Linked DNA regions of Mus musculus: region 2 is linked to region 1. A link is a contact called in public Hi-C data. All regions are on one chromosome and are shown on one strand. The core of a region is the stretch at or near the end of the contact, and the rest is flanking DNA. Distances in the headings are between cores, read along the strand shown.

Evidence for each region. A called contact is a pair of places that touch in the nucleus more often than the background predicts.
Region 2: a contact with region 1 is called in a Hi-C map of myocytes, with 2.0 times the contacts expected there. The contact joins two enhancer-like sites. A contact is called at or near these places in 3 of 39 promoter capture datasets (hematopoietic stem and progenitor cells, hippocampal neurons and liver), 1 of 15 datasets of contacts at CTCF or cohesin (the NIH/3T3 cell line), 7 of 484 Hi-C or Micro-C datasets (cerebral cortex, cortical neurons, differentiating embryonic stem cells and 4 more), 1 of 115 datasets of contacts at active chromatin or transcription factors (forebrain) and 2 of 9 other capture datasets (embryonic stem cells and macrophages).

The regions. Positions count from the first base shown.
Region 1 is chr9:58,035,384-58,038,345 of GRCm38.p6, forward strand. The region is part of intron 11 of Ccdc33 (coiled-coil domain containing 33); the gene reads right to left. All of the region lies in intron 4 of Gm16130 (predicted gene 16130), which reads left to right. Among named protein-coding and RNA genes, the nearest start is that of Gm16130, 4.6 kb to the left of the region's middle. Within about 2 kb of position 1,703, at least 28 of the 459 cell types and tissues checked have an H3K27ac peak or open chromatin away from gene starts, as enhancers often do. A contact at or near this core is called in myocytes, where this site is marked.
Region 2 is chr9:58,499,728-58,502,864 of GRCm38.p6, forward strand. Insyn1 (inhibitory synaptic factor 1) reads left to right here. Exons shown (of 3, transcript NM_176921.4): 3 at 1-53. Among named protein-coding and RNA genes, the nearest start is that of Insyn1, 13 kb to the left of the region's middle. Within about 2 kb of position 1,289, at least 12 of the 459 cell types and tissues checked have an H3K27ac peak or open chromatin away from gene starts, as enhancers often do. A contact at or near this core is called in myocytes, where this site is marked.

The DNA.
Region 1 (2,962 bases), core at 453-2,952:
CACACACACAGAGAGAGAGAGAGAGAGAGAGAGAGAGAGAGAGAGAGAGAGAGAGAGAGAGAGAGAGACTGAGATCTGAGATACAGGCAAGCAAGGTTCTGGAAGAGAACGGCTCAGAGATGGGAGGCAAGTGAGCCCTCTGAGCTGCCTGTGGACTTCTGGGCTGTGGGATGCCTTGCTCCTGTGGGTGGGCCTCCCAGGATCCAGAAAACACAACTCTACATCCAACTCTCCCCTGGTCTCCAGCTGCCTGGGGGCGGAATCCAACTATATCCCAGCTATAGTCTCCCACCTGCTGCATGGTGTGCCATGGCTTTCTAGGGGAGGGGAGTCCCCAGCCAGCAGGAACTCATCGGACACCACCAGTCATCTGCCACTGCTGTCTAGCCTTCTGGCTATAGTCCCTCTGACTGGTGCCAGTATTGGCTCTATCTCCCTAGCATCTGTTCTGGCTTCCCCAGATCTATGCCCATCTGGTATCTTCAGACAGAGTGCTAACTGGGACCCTGAACCTGGGACCACACACACAAACACAAACACACACACACACACACACACACACACACACACACACAATTTGGTGTCAGGGACATGTGTGGAACTTGGGACCTCCTGGAGGCCTAGGTGTTGCTGTGAGCTCAGGTTGGGCTGTGCAGGTGTCAGAGAGTTGGTCTTACTTCTGTTTCAACGGGTTGTTCCACTTAAACTCTTTTTCTTTCTTTCTTACTACCCGGGGCTTGCTGGCTCCCCCTCTGCTGGGTGGCCTTCACTTTATGACTCATCCGATGCCTGGCTGGATCTAGGGCTCAGAGCTTGGCTGAAGGAAGTCTCTGATATCTCAACAGAGGATATTCATCTTCTGTACTTTCCTCGATGCTTCAGTATCTTATGCTGCTCTGATTAGAGTGGCCCCAAATGGGGTTATTAGCTTATATGGTTATCGCCTCCATACATACACAGTCCCATGTGCACAGATACAGGAAATCATATTCAAGGATGATCCATGCAGCACAGTCTATAGTCTTACACTAACTACTGCTTCTCTGGTGCCTGGTCTGTCTGTAAGGAATGTCCTAGAATTAATTGTCCTTGTACAGAGAGTAGGCCAGACTATTGCGAAATGAAGAGATCATGTGGGGAGTCAACACCATTCTGACCTTAACTGGGAGGGGATGTGTATGTGCACATAGAAGACATTTTGGACAAGAGGTTGCCAGCCCCTTGGGGTCCGGTTAGCAGGGGATTATCCTTTCTAAGACCCCACTGTTCACCATCTCTGCAGTTCTGGGCTGTGAAGGGACTAAGCTCTGATCTGTTATTTGTACCCTCCCTACAGAGGAAGAAAACAGGGATCATAACGAAGAAGGGAAGGACAGAGGGAGAGGTTGGCTTCTGGTGAGGTGGCCCTGCCACAGCCATCAGGTCCTTCTGGAGGAGGATCAATGGGTCCCAGGGACTCCATCCCTTGAAGAGTAGCCCTCCCCTTCTCTTCCTCCCCAGCCTCTTAGCCCAGCCCTGCCTATTCACCCTGGAAGAGGGGCTTCCGTCTGGAGACTGTGTGGGCTCCTGCCTCATCTTCTTTACTCTGGCCAGAGTCTGTTTCTGTGGGAACCTCAAATGCCTCCATTTGCATGGCCAAGTGGGGACCTTGTCAGCACAGCTGGGCTGGGAGACTGACCACAAGGTTCAAGCTGGCAGCCCTGACCTCTAGCCACAGCCTGCAGCCGGGCTGCCCTCAGGGCCACGCTGTGCGTCATGTCCTAGCCTTGAGAACCCTATGCTCTGGATTTTCCTTGCTGTCTCACTCTCTTGTTACCTTCTGGGGGAGGGACAGGTATGCCCGACTCAAATGCCACTGTGCCTGACCCCAAGGTTCCTTACCCACTAACACTCCCTCCTAGGACCTTCAGAGCCTGCCAGAGTGAGACAAGTCAGAGTGCCAGGCTCTGCTTTTCCCAGCTGCCCAGGAGTGGACTTTACTGCAGTCACAGCACAAAACTCCAGTGTCCTCATCTTCGGGATGAGAAGTCAGCCCCCAAGGACTAGTGCCATCTGAGGACAGTAGGAAGGTTAGCCCTGATGAGCACTAGGGTGCCTGGAAATAGTAACTCACTTCTTAGAATCACTTTAAGTTTCTTTAAAGACATATTCAAGAATGGCCCTGGGCAGTGGGCCCCGAAATTCTTCTTATGGGATGAGTCACAGTGGGAGGACAGTGGGGATTCTCTGACAAGTGCCCTAGGGAGATTGCTTAGACCCTGGTCAGTGCTATGGTAAAGTATAAAGCATATTACCCAGTGAGGATCTTCTAAACACACCGCCAACTATGTAGTCAGGATAGCCCTTGTACCAGCGCTATGCAGATAGAGAAACTGAGGCTGTGAGCAGCGTGCCCAGAGACTGTCACAAAGCCTGTGCCCAAAGCAGCACGATATCCCCCAGGGTGCTCAAGGCTTGCTGAGTGCCACTTTGTACAGTTCTGGGCCACTCAGGTCCTAGAAGAGAGCCAAGCTAGACAGTCCTTGCCTTTGGTGGTTCACTCTACACTGATGGGGTAGCAGACACTTCCCGTGTCTGTGGCAGAAGGGGCTTCCAGGAGGCCCGTCTGGGCTAGGAAACCTGAGAAAGCTTCCTGGGGGCATATGGGCAGGCTGTACCTGGGAGGAGGAGGCAGAGGAGAAGTTGTGGGGAGGGGAGAGCAAGGGAGAGCAGCAGGGCAAGCAGAGACGTGGGCTCAGGAGCCTGGTCTCTGCTGCTGGGCACTGAAGGGCCCACGCTGGAGGGGGGTATAGTAAGGGCTCGCTGGCTGCTAAAATACGTAGGAACAGAGGGGTATAGGGACCAAGAGTAGTGCTGCATGAGAGGCGGCGGCACTCTTGCCTGGCAGAGGCTGTGGGACCCTTGCCTGGCGGAGGCGGCAGGACCCTCGCCTGAAGTAGGAGGCAGTTCCATAGAAACAAGA
Region 2 (3,137 bases), core at 39-2,538, 460 kb after region 1:
TATATATATATATTTAAACAAACACAGTCATAATAAAATTCATAAACACTTAAGGATCCGGGGCCCACAGGCCCCAAAGCCTTCAGAAAGCTCATCCTAAACAACCAGATGTCCAGAGTTTACCCTCCTCTCTGTATGGCAGGGTTCCCTGAAGGAAGCTGATCCTTCACCATGCCCACTACAACTCCCCAACACCATGGAAGTCTGTGATCGCTAACCTGGGCCATTTCCTCCAGGGAACCCAGCAGCTGGAGGCAAGCTAAGGGAACAGTATGCCAGGCCAGGGCTCACCAGAGAAACTAAGGACTTAGAGCCCACAGTTGACACCACTCCAGGTAGACCCAGAAGCACCTATGTCCTCCTGAGAAGGCCAGTACCTTGTCTCCCCGACCCCCCGCCCCAGACAACCCTGCCTTCACCCCCTGCATCTTAGGATTGCCCCAGACACTGAGAAGGATGTCCTGCTATAGAGCAGGCTGTACTGCCCAGAGACTGGCAGCTAAGAAGCTGCAGGACCAGGCCAGTCCAATCTGAGAACCCAGTCCACTCCAATCTTTCAGTTCCCATCCTTAGCTCTGGAGTTCAGAATTCTCAGATCTTGACCCCGAGCAGACCCAAGATCTGTGGACAGTGACAGCAGCTGCCATAGTGTTGGGAACCAGGACACAAATGCACTTGGCCGTCTGCACTAGGCAGGCAGCAAGAGTTAGGGTACCCAGTGTCTCCACCTGGCTCCTACTTCCGCATGCCCAGCCCCTTAGCCCACCTTACTAAGTCCTGAGTAGAGATGCAGGCAGAGTACAGCAGCAACAGAGCTTTGCTGGCATTTGATCTTCCCAGCAACAGCCTTGAAATGTCCTGAGGGTGATGTCGGCAGTCACCATTCACATTTACTGAGCAGGTCACTGTGCTCAACACACCATATAACATTACCTCATTGCTCCATTTTTCAAATGAGAAGACTGAGGTTCAGAGAGGTAAAGTAACTGATCCAAGGCCACAGAGCCTCTGCTTTCCTGTCCCCAAGAACTAGTAGTCTACAGGTTATGCCTGGCCCTGATGTATAGCAACCGTGTCACCTTGGGCCAATCCATTTGCCTCTTGATCTTTTCTACTGTAAAATGGGTCTGATAGTCTTCACCACCTCAGTGGCAGTCACAGGGATCCAGCAGGGTGATGAGTGCACACACTCTAGATAAACTGAAGGCACTACATGGCTACTGTGGTCAATGTGGGCCAGCCCACATATCCAGTGACTTCAGGGTAGAGCGGCTTAGTCGAAGCCACTTCCACGGGATCAGAAGCTATCCTGAGTCAGAAGTATCCCATGGCTTTGCCCCTACAAACAGCTTGAGGCTAGAAGATGGCCACAGTGTGACTCATTACCCCCACCTGGAGCAGAGATGTGGTCAGTGAACTGGTGAGAGCATCAGCCCTGGACATTTCTATAAATACAGAACCACGGCCTGCCAGGAGGGCCTTGTGGTCTGCCAGCACCTGCTGCCCAGGTCTGGGGAGGTGCTGTGTAATCCCAGAGTGGGAACTAGCAGGCTGGTCTAGATACAAGGACAATGACCGGGAAATCTAGGCAACCTAGGGTATCACAGGATGAGATCTGTCCCTACTTTGGTGAGGTCAGTGCCCTACAAAGCCAGTGTGGTACAGCCACCAGAGTGGGAGTCCATTGATAGCCAGCTGGGGCCAGCAGGGGTTAGCTCATACCAGTGGGCCAGCGAGGCCCCGCCCTCCCTGAACTGAACAGTTCCCACTCTTCCCTTCTCTCGGAGACTGTTTTTCCCCTCATCAGTGATGAGCTAGTTTTTCTCATCTTTTCAATCATTACGGAGATGAAACCTCCAGAAGAGTTCCCATTTCACAGGGAATGAAACTGAGACCCAGGGCCAGGGTCTCTGAGAGCCCTGAGTAAGGGATTTTTCCTCTCTCAAATGCCTCTCCGACTCAGGCTCATATGACTGTGTTTGGTCACAGATAACCTCAACCTCTTGTGCCCAAGTGGGGTGTACAGTGGGTGTGTCGTGGTTTTGAAGTGGAGATGGGTCCACCATGGTGAAGGCCCAGAAAGCTTGTGGTGTACCTGCCAAATCCAAACCTCACTGGCAGTGGGATAGACTTCTTAAGGAAAACTTGAAATACAGACCACGCCCACCCAGGGAGAAAAGGCATTCTGACCATCAGAGCAGATGCTCCCATCCTCAGAGCACACACAGCAATTCTGGGTTCCTCCTCCACCAGGCCAGCTCTGCCTCCTGCTCCTCCCTGCCTCCAGGCCTCTGCTGGTGTCTGGCTGGGCTCCTGAGGAGCTTAGCTGCTTTTAGGACGTAGGAGTTCACCTGCCATGTGCATTTCCTTGTGCTGTAGGTGCTCTGGAGAAGGTAGGAAGGAGCTAAGCAGACCCTCATAGCAGAGAGGGGGCTAAGCATAATAAAGAGCTCCGCCCACGAGCACATACTATGCACTGGAATTGTGTAAGCATGTGCCTTATCTCATTCATTCCTCACAGAAATTGCAAGGCACATTGTTTTACGTGTGCCTGTTTTCCAGATGGGAAAACTGAGGTCTGAGAGAAGTCAAATCATTTACTAAAGGACATACAATATGAGTTAGGATTCAAACCCAAACTCCGTTTCTTAGCACTCATATGTGTCCTGGCATAAGGGTAGACATTAGGTGGCCCAAGAACCACACAAGCCTTGGAGGGTAAGAAATGTGTTGGAAAGAGGAAGCCGGTGAACCTGTTTGGAGAGAACTTGGTTACTGTCAACCTGTATGTCATAGCCCCTGTCTCAGCCCAAAACTGAATGGATCATAGATTTGATAAATGCTTGTCAAATATATTAACGAGCCCCCAAATGCATTAATGAGTCCCCCAGGTTCATCCACTGTGCATTAATTCAGTCAGCCATCATTGAAGACCTCCAGTGTGCCAGATCTCATGTTGCTGCCTGTGCATGCGTGCACAGACTTACACATGCATTACCCCCATGTGCACATAAACTCTCCTCCGTGAGAGCCTGGTTTGGGGTCTCGATGCTGGGCAGGAGTGAAGAATGTGAAGTTACAGACTTGACAAGTCAGGGTGTTTACTGGGTCTGGTCTGGCCAAGATGCCTAGAAAAA